Regions from separate parts of the Mus musculus genome. Here region 2 is linked to region 1. A link is a contact called in public Hi-C data. All regions are on one chromosome and are shown on one strand. The core of a region is the stretch at or near the end of the contact, and the rest is flanking DNA. Distances in the headings are between cores, read along the strand shown. Region 1 holds the start of Mfap3l (microfibrillar-associated protein 3-like). Region 2 overlaps Mfap3l (microfibrillar-associated protein 3-like).

Region 1 (3,815 bases), core at 1,105-3,604:
CTGCAACGCTTATTTTCTACTCTAATTGATTTGTCTTCGGGCACATCACTCCAACTAGATGGTATGAGTCATGATGTCTTACTCATCCTTGCAGCTTATGAAGCCTGGCCATAAAAGTTTGTGGGGAAGAAAATTTAATGTGAAATTTTAATGCATGAAGAGGCCTCAGGTGGAGGCAGAAGCAAGACCAATAAATTTACAGAGCCTCTGTTTGGAGCATGAGTATTAAATGGCTCTGTCTGCCTTTAATTAGTTATAATCACATAACCAACCAACCCCTATTCTTTTAACCCCATTCCACAGAGGTATCACGGCAAATTTAAAACCAACCATTTGCACCTTAATGCTGATTTTTACTATATGTGACTGGCCATGGAAACTGTCAGAATTGTAAGTGTTCCCCTGGGTTTTGCTAGAAAAGACAACTTGTATCCCAAATGCTAGAATGAATTCTAAGTTAGGCAAACACTACTATCTACATATTTCCTGAATTCATACAAACACACTTGCTTAATGACGCTATATGACTTGGGCTGAGACTGAACAATTTGGTTACTGCAAGTAGCTACTTGGCATTTAAGTGTCTGGAAGTTCTTGAAGAAAAATATTGAAAGCTCAAATTAAACAATAGCTGTGGTACTTAAATAGTCTTAAATTTTTCAATTGTTAGCCAAAAAGGGTGAGGAGTGGGGTTTGAATAAGGTCACATGAGTGTGAGGAGATTTATTTTTAAAAGAAATGGTCTGTTGTGTTCATCTAGTGTCACTAGCAAACCCAGGGGGCACAGAAGTACAAACCCAGCAACACTTGTAAGACCTAGGTGCTCAGCCCCCTGCTATCAATCAGAAAGACACAGCTAAGGAAAGATCCCACTTGTCTCTTTCTAAACAGCACAAGGCATAGCTAGGTGGAGCAATCAGGGCACATTGTAAACGTGGTGCATCACACAGAGCCAGGTAATGTAACCAGTCATGTGCTGGGCTCCTCAAACTTGTAAGTATTTTAATAGATGAATATGGGTAGCTGTAGGGGAAAACAGTAACATTACCTTAGAAGGTACAGATTGCATTTTTGTGCATTAGCTCACTGCCTGCAAACTACCTTGCTCTAATTTAGTCTCTCCTGAAAAACAATTCTTTTTCCATCTTGCAGATTTAATCCTGAACATTTTACTATGTTGAGTGTAGTAGCAACTTTAAAAAAAAAGTGTTTTGCCTGGGGGGGGGGGAGTGAGAAAACTTCAAAAACCACTGTTTCTGCAATGCTGATTCCAAGTTCCTAATATAAAGCTAGAGCAAATAAAGATTGCTACAGTAACCACACTTTGAACAAGTGTCTTTCAAAACAATGACGACGGAGCCATAATATTTTCTACAGGGTGAGCAGCTGATGTACCTGCAAACATCTTCTTTTCTTTTTTCCAGTTTGCTTTATAAACCTTGGAATTTGCGATCCCAGGCTAATTTAAAGAGGGAGACAAGCAATTCTCGGGCTTAAAAAGGATTGACTCGGCATTTACTTTTTTAGCCAAAGAAGGACGTTCCCCCATTCCAGGCCACCAGACAATTTGGTGTCAACTTGCTATGGTGGGAAATGCGACAAACTCCAAGAGCTCTCAAGACAAGGAAGCAGCTCTTAGCACCAGCTGCTTCCCACACTCCTGCAGCATCAGGACGCGGCGCTTCGGAGCTCCCCACGCCGCCTTCCGGGCAAAGGCCAGTACACCCTTCCCTGTCTGGGGAAACTGAGGCACCGTGACAAGAACGATCCACAGCTGGGCGAAGAGCCCTGTCTCTGCGTGGCATCCTCCTTCTCCCGGGAGATTGGGAAGGCTCTGTGCTAACGCGCTGTGGACAGCGCGCCCCTGGCCATCAGAAGGTTGTGGCACGAGCCTTGGACGCGACTGTCCCCAACCCGCCGGTCTCCGCCCTGCATGTACTTCCAGCATCCTGCGACCAGCCACGAGCTGGGAGAGCAGGGCACCTCCAGGCGCGTAGCCTCGCCAGCCCAGGCGTCCGAAAGTTCTGCAGCTCGGGCGGCCGCTGACCACAAACCCGGTGCGAGGCTCCCTCCTACTGTAGCCCGCCGCCCAGGCTCGCCCGCCCAGTGCCCTCACTGACCTGACACCGCTGCGCCACTCGGGTGGTCGCCGTGCACCTCTCGCCATGGCCACCCGGGGAGCTCTGCAGCACCGAGCGTGTACCAACCTCCTCCGCCGCCCGCGCCTCTTCTCGATGCGGGTTACGAGCCCCGCCGCCGGGAGCCGGAGCTTCCCACCTACGGGCTCCAGAGCCGGCGAGAGCCGAGCATGCCCAGTGCGGCTCCCGGCGGCGCCGAGGTCCGGTGCACTCTGCACAACCGGGTTTTCGCCGCAGCCGCGGCCCGGGGCGGGCCGCTGCGGGTGGTGGGCTCCGCCCACCCCGGGCTGGCCCTGCAGTCTGCAGGGAAGCATCGTGCTCAGAGAGCCCGGCCTCTGGGCGGGACCGGGCGGCCACTGGGCGGTGCTCCCGCGCTCCACCCTGCCTCTTCCTCCAGACTCAGTGGTGCTAGGGCAGCGTGACTGGTAATTGTGGGGAGGCAGGGCGCTGCCGGCGTTGTCACCTCAACTTTCCGGAGCGTCGCGTCTCAGTGGCGTTCAAGGACACGCAGGCAAAGGCGTCTTCGAATGTCATCTTGGATGCCACGGGCAACCAGCCTACCCACGCATTAACCAACCTAGTCTCTAAGGCTGTCTTGTCACAGCACCTCGCGAGCAGGAGCATATGGGGCCTCCTAGGCGGCCGGCCGCGCTGTCACAGCAAAAGCACAGTGGACGCCTCGAAGTGGCACGACAAGACACAGCAGGGTGTTTGCGGTGGATTCTGAGTGGTGTGGTTCCGCGAAAATTTATAAAACTGCCCCTTAAAATTATTTGCAGTTTCGACATTCTCTCTAAAGAGCAGTTAAGTTGTTCTGATGAGAAAAAATAAGTATTCTAAAAATATTTTTACCACCTACATAAGTTTTCTGTGAACAGTCCTGCAATATTAGTGGATCTCTCCCCTGCCATCCCACACGCATTTAAATATTATGTACCTATCATCTATCTTTCTGTCTGTCTATCTATCTATCTATCTATCTATCTATCTATCTATCTATCTATCTATCTATCTATCTATCTATCTATCTATCTATCATTCTATCTATCTATTTAAGGGAGATCTTGTCAGTTTCTGGGACAGTGACCAAGCTCTTCTTCCCTGGCTCTTCTATCCTGGCCCCCTCCGGCCACGCCCCACACCGTGTTTTTTTTTTTTTTTTTTTTAAGAAGGGTAGCCCCGCCCCCACACCTATGTTGGTCATAGGCTGCTGGAAAAACACGGAGAGTTGGATTAAGCAAATTAACGCTACTAAAGTGGCTCAGGCTGTCAGACCCCGCGTATTCCACTCTGAGTTAGGAACAGCTGTCAAGATGACAGGAAGCTGTTAACGGGATAGCAGTCGACCTCCTTCTCTGTGACTGACAAACCCAGAGGCAAAGTATTGTCTGTGACCTCAAGCCCTGAGTTCCGCCGCAGAAGTGGCTGCAGGCAACTGAGCATGCTCTGAACAGTGCCAGACTGCTGCACGTGGTTGCCTCTGGCATCTGGCTGCCCAAGGTTGAGGAACATCAAGACACCAGAGCTCAGAAGACAGGAGGAGGGAGCTGCCCTTACAGCAAGCAATAGCATGGGTACGTGGGACGAACGGACGAACGCTGGTGCAGAGGGATTTATGTGCCAATGGATGCACGGGCTCTCGTTTCTAAGCATATCAAAACCTAGTCCTTCTCCAAA
Region 2 (4,396 bases), core at 1,812-4,311, 43 kb before region 1:
CAAGGGCTAGGGTAACACTGGTCAACATCCAAAAGAGATGGAAAAAGAGAAAAAGTTGTGCCATTCTGTCCCAAAAGGCAGGCAGACCCAGATGAAGCTCGTGGTGCCTTCTCTTGGGTGAGGGTGGGGGATGGGAGAATTCCTGGGAAGGAAAAATATAGCATCTCAATTGAAAGGAAAATTACTCTATCTCTAGCACAGCTTAAGGTGAGTCCCTTTCTTAGGGGTGGTCTCATGACCAGGTGATGGACTGGCCCTAACTGGAATGTTAGGTCTTCACTGTGGTCAGAGATTCTATTCTCTTGACCAGTTGTTTTAATGGCTTTTTATTGCCACCGGAACTATGGTTTGAATGTAGTCGTGTCCCCCAACATTTATTGTTAGAGGCTACTTCCTCAGTGTGGTGGTAGTGGGACTTTAAAGAGATGGAGCACAGTGGGCAGCCCTTGGGTCACTGGGGAGTGTATTCTCTGAAGGGAAGGTCCTCCTTGTCTTCCTGTTCTATGATCTTTCCATCTGCAATCCTGCCATTGCTATCCATGCTGAGAGGGAGCAGTCCAGGTGGGTCCTGCACAGACTGCTGTACTCTTTCCAGCAGCCAAAGGTGTGAGCTAAGTAAACCTCTTCTTTTATACTTAGCCTGCATCATCACAGCATGAGAGACACTAAGAATGTCTCATTTGAAAGAAAAGCCATTCTGGAACGCATGGCCACCACACAGCACAGCTAATCTAACAGTGTCCGAAGAGCTCAATCTTTTCTTACAATCCTCTATGTCATGTGTGTTAAATTTGGGTTGTGTTGACAGTAAAGACGACAGTTTTATTATGAAACGACCGAGTCAAGCTTCCGACACAAAGGACCAGTGGAAACAAACACTTAAGATTTTTGACTCAGCACCTAAAAAAAAAAAAAACAGTAGAATATTTTACTTCCGGGGTAAGGGGTTCTCCCTTGTAATTCCAAGCTGAGACGAACTACTTGTCAGTGATGTCCCAGAGAAGACTACATCAGCTAACCTGATGCTTGATTTTCAACTCTACATCTATATGCTTCTTTGAAAGTCACAAGCACTGGACTCAACCTTATCCACTTATGAACACTGCATTCCAGAACCTGAAAAGAAAATCATCAGTACTGTTTTGGGTCTTTGTGATACATATCAGCTCAAGTTTACCAGGACAACCTTTCTCATTTTTCTCCTGTCATGGTGCAGCTTAGAATTTGCTCAATAATGCTAATGTAAACCTCTTAAATCTTTCTGTTGTTCAAGCAAAAGAACAGACGGATGCTATATACAATGTGTCTTGGGTAACACAATCAGCTGTTGTGTCTGGCCTACTTAGAGTAGTTGCTCTACCTATAGCAGAATGCTCTAGTTCTTTTCCACAGTTATTTTAGTCTTTCTTACTCACCCCACATGACATCTAAAAGGATTGGAGCTTTTGCAGTTTACTTGACCATGAAGAACCTACTCATTGAGTCTTTGGATTCAACCTTGGTCTGGTGGTGTTCAGGCGACTCAAAGAATTTCTACTACAGGTGCATTCTTTCTGTGTGATGCTTAAGATGTGTGAGTTTCCTGGTCCAGACTAATTCCAGAAGGATTCTCGAATTGATGGTATGGCTAAAATTTATATGGAAGAGATAAACTGCTCTATAAAGTTGGTCATGGTAGAACTGGGATATAGTTCTGAACTAGGATAGAAATGAATTCATTTTCCACATTTCCCAAGAAGCACTGCAGGTGCAAAAAAAAAAGTGGGGAAACAGATTTCATATCATTTGCAAGGTAGAATTCAGGTCACAATGCAATGCTCTTCAGGTAAGATATGACACATGACACACACCTGTGTAAACCCTTTATTAAAGCAACAATCAGACTACAGGATGGATCACAAGCCATGGTTTCTCTTTACTACAGTGATACCAACTTCTAGCTTAGTCATTTGTTTATACCTTTAAATTATTTCTTATTTCTTCCTGATACATCTTCTATCTCATTTCTCATTCCCAGTTTAACAAAGAATGTTCAGAACTAGTGAAGCACAGTAAACCAAAAAATAGATGCGAACATATTCTTTGAAACCAACTCACTGTTCATGGTTCTGTAGTATTAGAGATGCATTTTGAGGCTTTTATAATTGGTTAAATAATAAAAATTCATTTTCTCCATAATGATGCTCTTAGAATGATTTACTTTCTAGCTTTATTCTAGCTATCTTTAGTGATTTTAGTAGTCTCAGAGCTAGCCCCTTACATGCCCATTTTAAGGAAAAGAAAAGTCATTCAAAGAGCATACTTCTTACATGAGATTTTTTTGTATAATAATCAACCACTTAGTCTTTTGGAAAATATAATAATTATGTACTATTTGATTATTTTACTCACCAATGGTTTGTTTCATCAAAGCCTGTTAATCTCTGAAGAAATCATAAAAGGCTATTAATAAAATGAACTTCGTTATTGGTTTGAAGGCTTTATTGGTGAAATGTAAAATCAATATCTTAAAGTTAATATATGTTCAAAACTGTGTGTAAATACATAATGGAGTTTGAGTGATATTTAAAGACTACCAGTAAGTGTTTGAGAAGCAACAATAAAAACAAAATTTACTTATGGGGTTTCTGAGAGGATGTGCTAAGTCATATGGAGGAAAGCAGTTGAATGTACTGAGAAAACATTGTTTTAAAGAGACTTTGATGGTCTATTTCTTACCAAATGAAGACATGGGAAGGAAATCCCTAGTTCATGTAATCACTGGGACTGCCAGTTAAAAGTTCTAACACAGGAATAAACATACTACTTCAAAGTGTGTAAGAAAAAAGTAGCTGATTTGATTTTCTACAACATTTCTTCCAGTGCCACATGGGTATCCCCATAGTCACCACTATGCTGCACTAAATGTCCACCGTGCCTGTTCAAAACATGCAAGCATTCATTCATTCTTCATGCCCTACCCTTTGTGTGCAATAGAACTGAGCAGATGCCACAAGGCCAGTGAATGGCAACCTGAACCTGGGATTTAAAGCATGCCCCCAATCTGTTAATGTGATTTACCTAAGCCATAACTAGATTCATTCCTCTTGTGTTCTCACTGGCTCTCATTTGCCCTTTAGAAGGATGTGCTCAGTTAAAGAAGGGACAAATAAGATAACGAAGGGAAAGAGAGTCCGAGAGCCACTGTGTAGGATATCAGGCTTTTCAGTCTTCCTTGTGAAAAAGTAATGTTTGTAAGCACCCCAGACATTCTGGCTGTAATGACATGACAAAACAATGCTTGGCTTGGGTGGGAACATTCATGTATTTCTAGAGCAATTTATATACATTATGTATGACATATATCACATTTGGTTCCTAGAGATTTTAGTCAAGTATTAGTTTTTCTTTTTGCCAACTATGATGTACAAAAAGATGAGAACAACAGATATGCCCTAAAGATATGAAAATATAAATATATAAAACAAACCATTATAAATTACATAGATTTTTTTCCCCATATAAAATTTTGGGTATTTTTCCCATTCAGAATAAATACCATCCAAGTTTATAGATTATCTAAGAGAATTAAATATGCATATGTATGTGAATCATTTTCAGAATTTCAAGAAAAAAAATTGCTAGAGGTATAAGCAGGATGAGTCAGAGACCTGAAATTGATTTTTATTTTTAAAAGAATGACTACAGCAGATCCAAAGATTGGGATTGAATGTTGAGTGCTGGGATCGAATGTTACACTTTTAAAACTGCCCAAATGAGTCTGTTGCACGTGTGTGTGTGTGTGTGTGTGTGTGTGTGTGTGTGTATGTTCAATGGGACTCCATGAATAATTCTAAGAATGGGGTTCACTTCTGGGGGAAACGATCAGCTGAGTTGTTATGAGGCTTTCCACATTTCATATTCTTTCCACATTTCATATTCTATTCTCATTTTTGAAGGCTCTGCTGTGGAATATCCAGAGCATAGACTTTGGATAGAGAAATTCCATATGAAGCTAAGCTCCTTTTAAAGTAGGAGATTCTTATCCCAAGAACAGCTGGTGCCTTAAAGAGGAAGGTTTGAAAATTATCCCCTTACTCTCTATCCCACTGCAGGCTAAAGAATCCAAATCAAACTGGAAACATTCTTTGGCCATACATCTTATTTCATAGTAAATTGGCCTCCTTTAGCTTATAATCCTAAATCAGTATCTGTATGGAATGGGTACCTTGCCCTGCAGTTTCCATGAGGAATTCTACACATGGGTTTGGATAGAATGAGAACGGAATAGAATAGAGTTCACATATCATCACAAAACATTCAATAGTTAGTCCCTGTTGGTACTGTGGGCAGATATATCAAAAGTATTTTTCAATCTTCATGAAAATCATGGACTCTGTATATTCTAAGATCTGGG

The links. Hi-C and Micro-C count contacts between places; a contact is called where the count stands out from the background.
Region 2: a contact with region 1 is called in a Hi-C map of rod photoreceptor, with 2.3 times the contacts expected there. The contact joins the enhancer-like site here to the promoter of Mfap3l in region 1. A contact is called at or near these places in 4 of 484 Hi-C or Micro-C datasets (cerebral cortex, neural progenitor cells and rod photoreceptor), 1 of 115 datasets of contacts at active chromatin or transcription factors (embryonic stem cells) and 3 of 9 other capture datasets (adipose tissue, liver and pancreatic islet).

The regions. Positions count from the first base shown.
Region 1 is chr8:60,631,364-60,635,178 of GRCm38.p6, reverse strand. Mfap3l (microfibrillar-associated protein 3-like) reads right to left here and starts at 2,354. Exons shown (of 3, transcript NM_027756.5): 1 at 2,121-2,354. It overlaps Gm34730 (a long non-coding RNA gene), which reads left to right and starts at 3,324. Exons shown (of 3, transcript XR_379010.3): 1 at 3,324-3,712.
Region 2 is chr8:60,674,181-60,678,576 of GRCm38.p6, reverse strand. It overlaps Mfap3l (microfibrillar-associated protein 3-like), which reads right to left. Exons shown (of 3, transcript NM_027756.5): 3 at 1,846-4,396. Among named protein-coding and RNA genes, the nearest start is that of Gm45650, 43 kb to the left of the region's middle. Within about 2 kb of position 3,061, at least 2 of the 459 cell types and tissues checked have an H3K27ac peak or open chromatin away from gene starts, as enhancers often do. A contact at or near this core is called in rod photoreceptor, where this site is marked.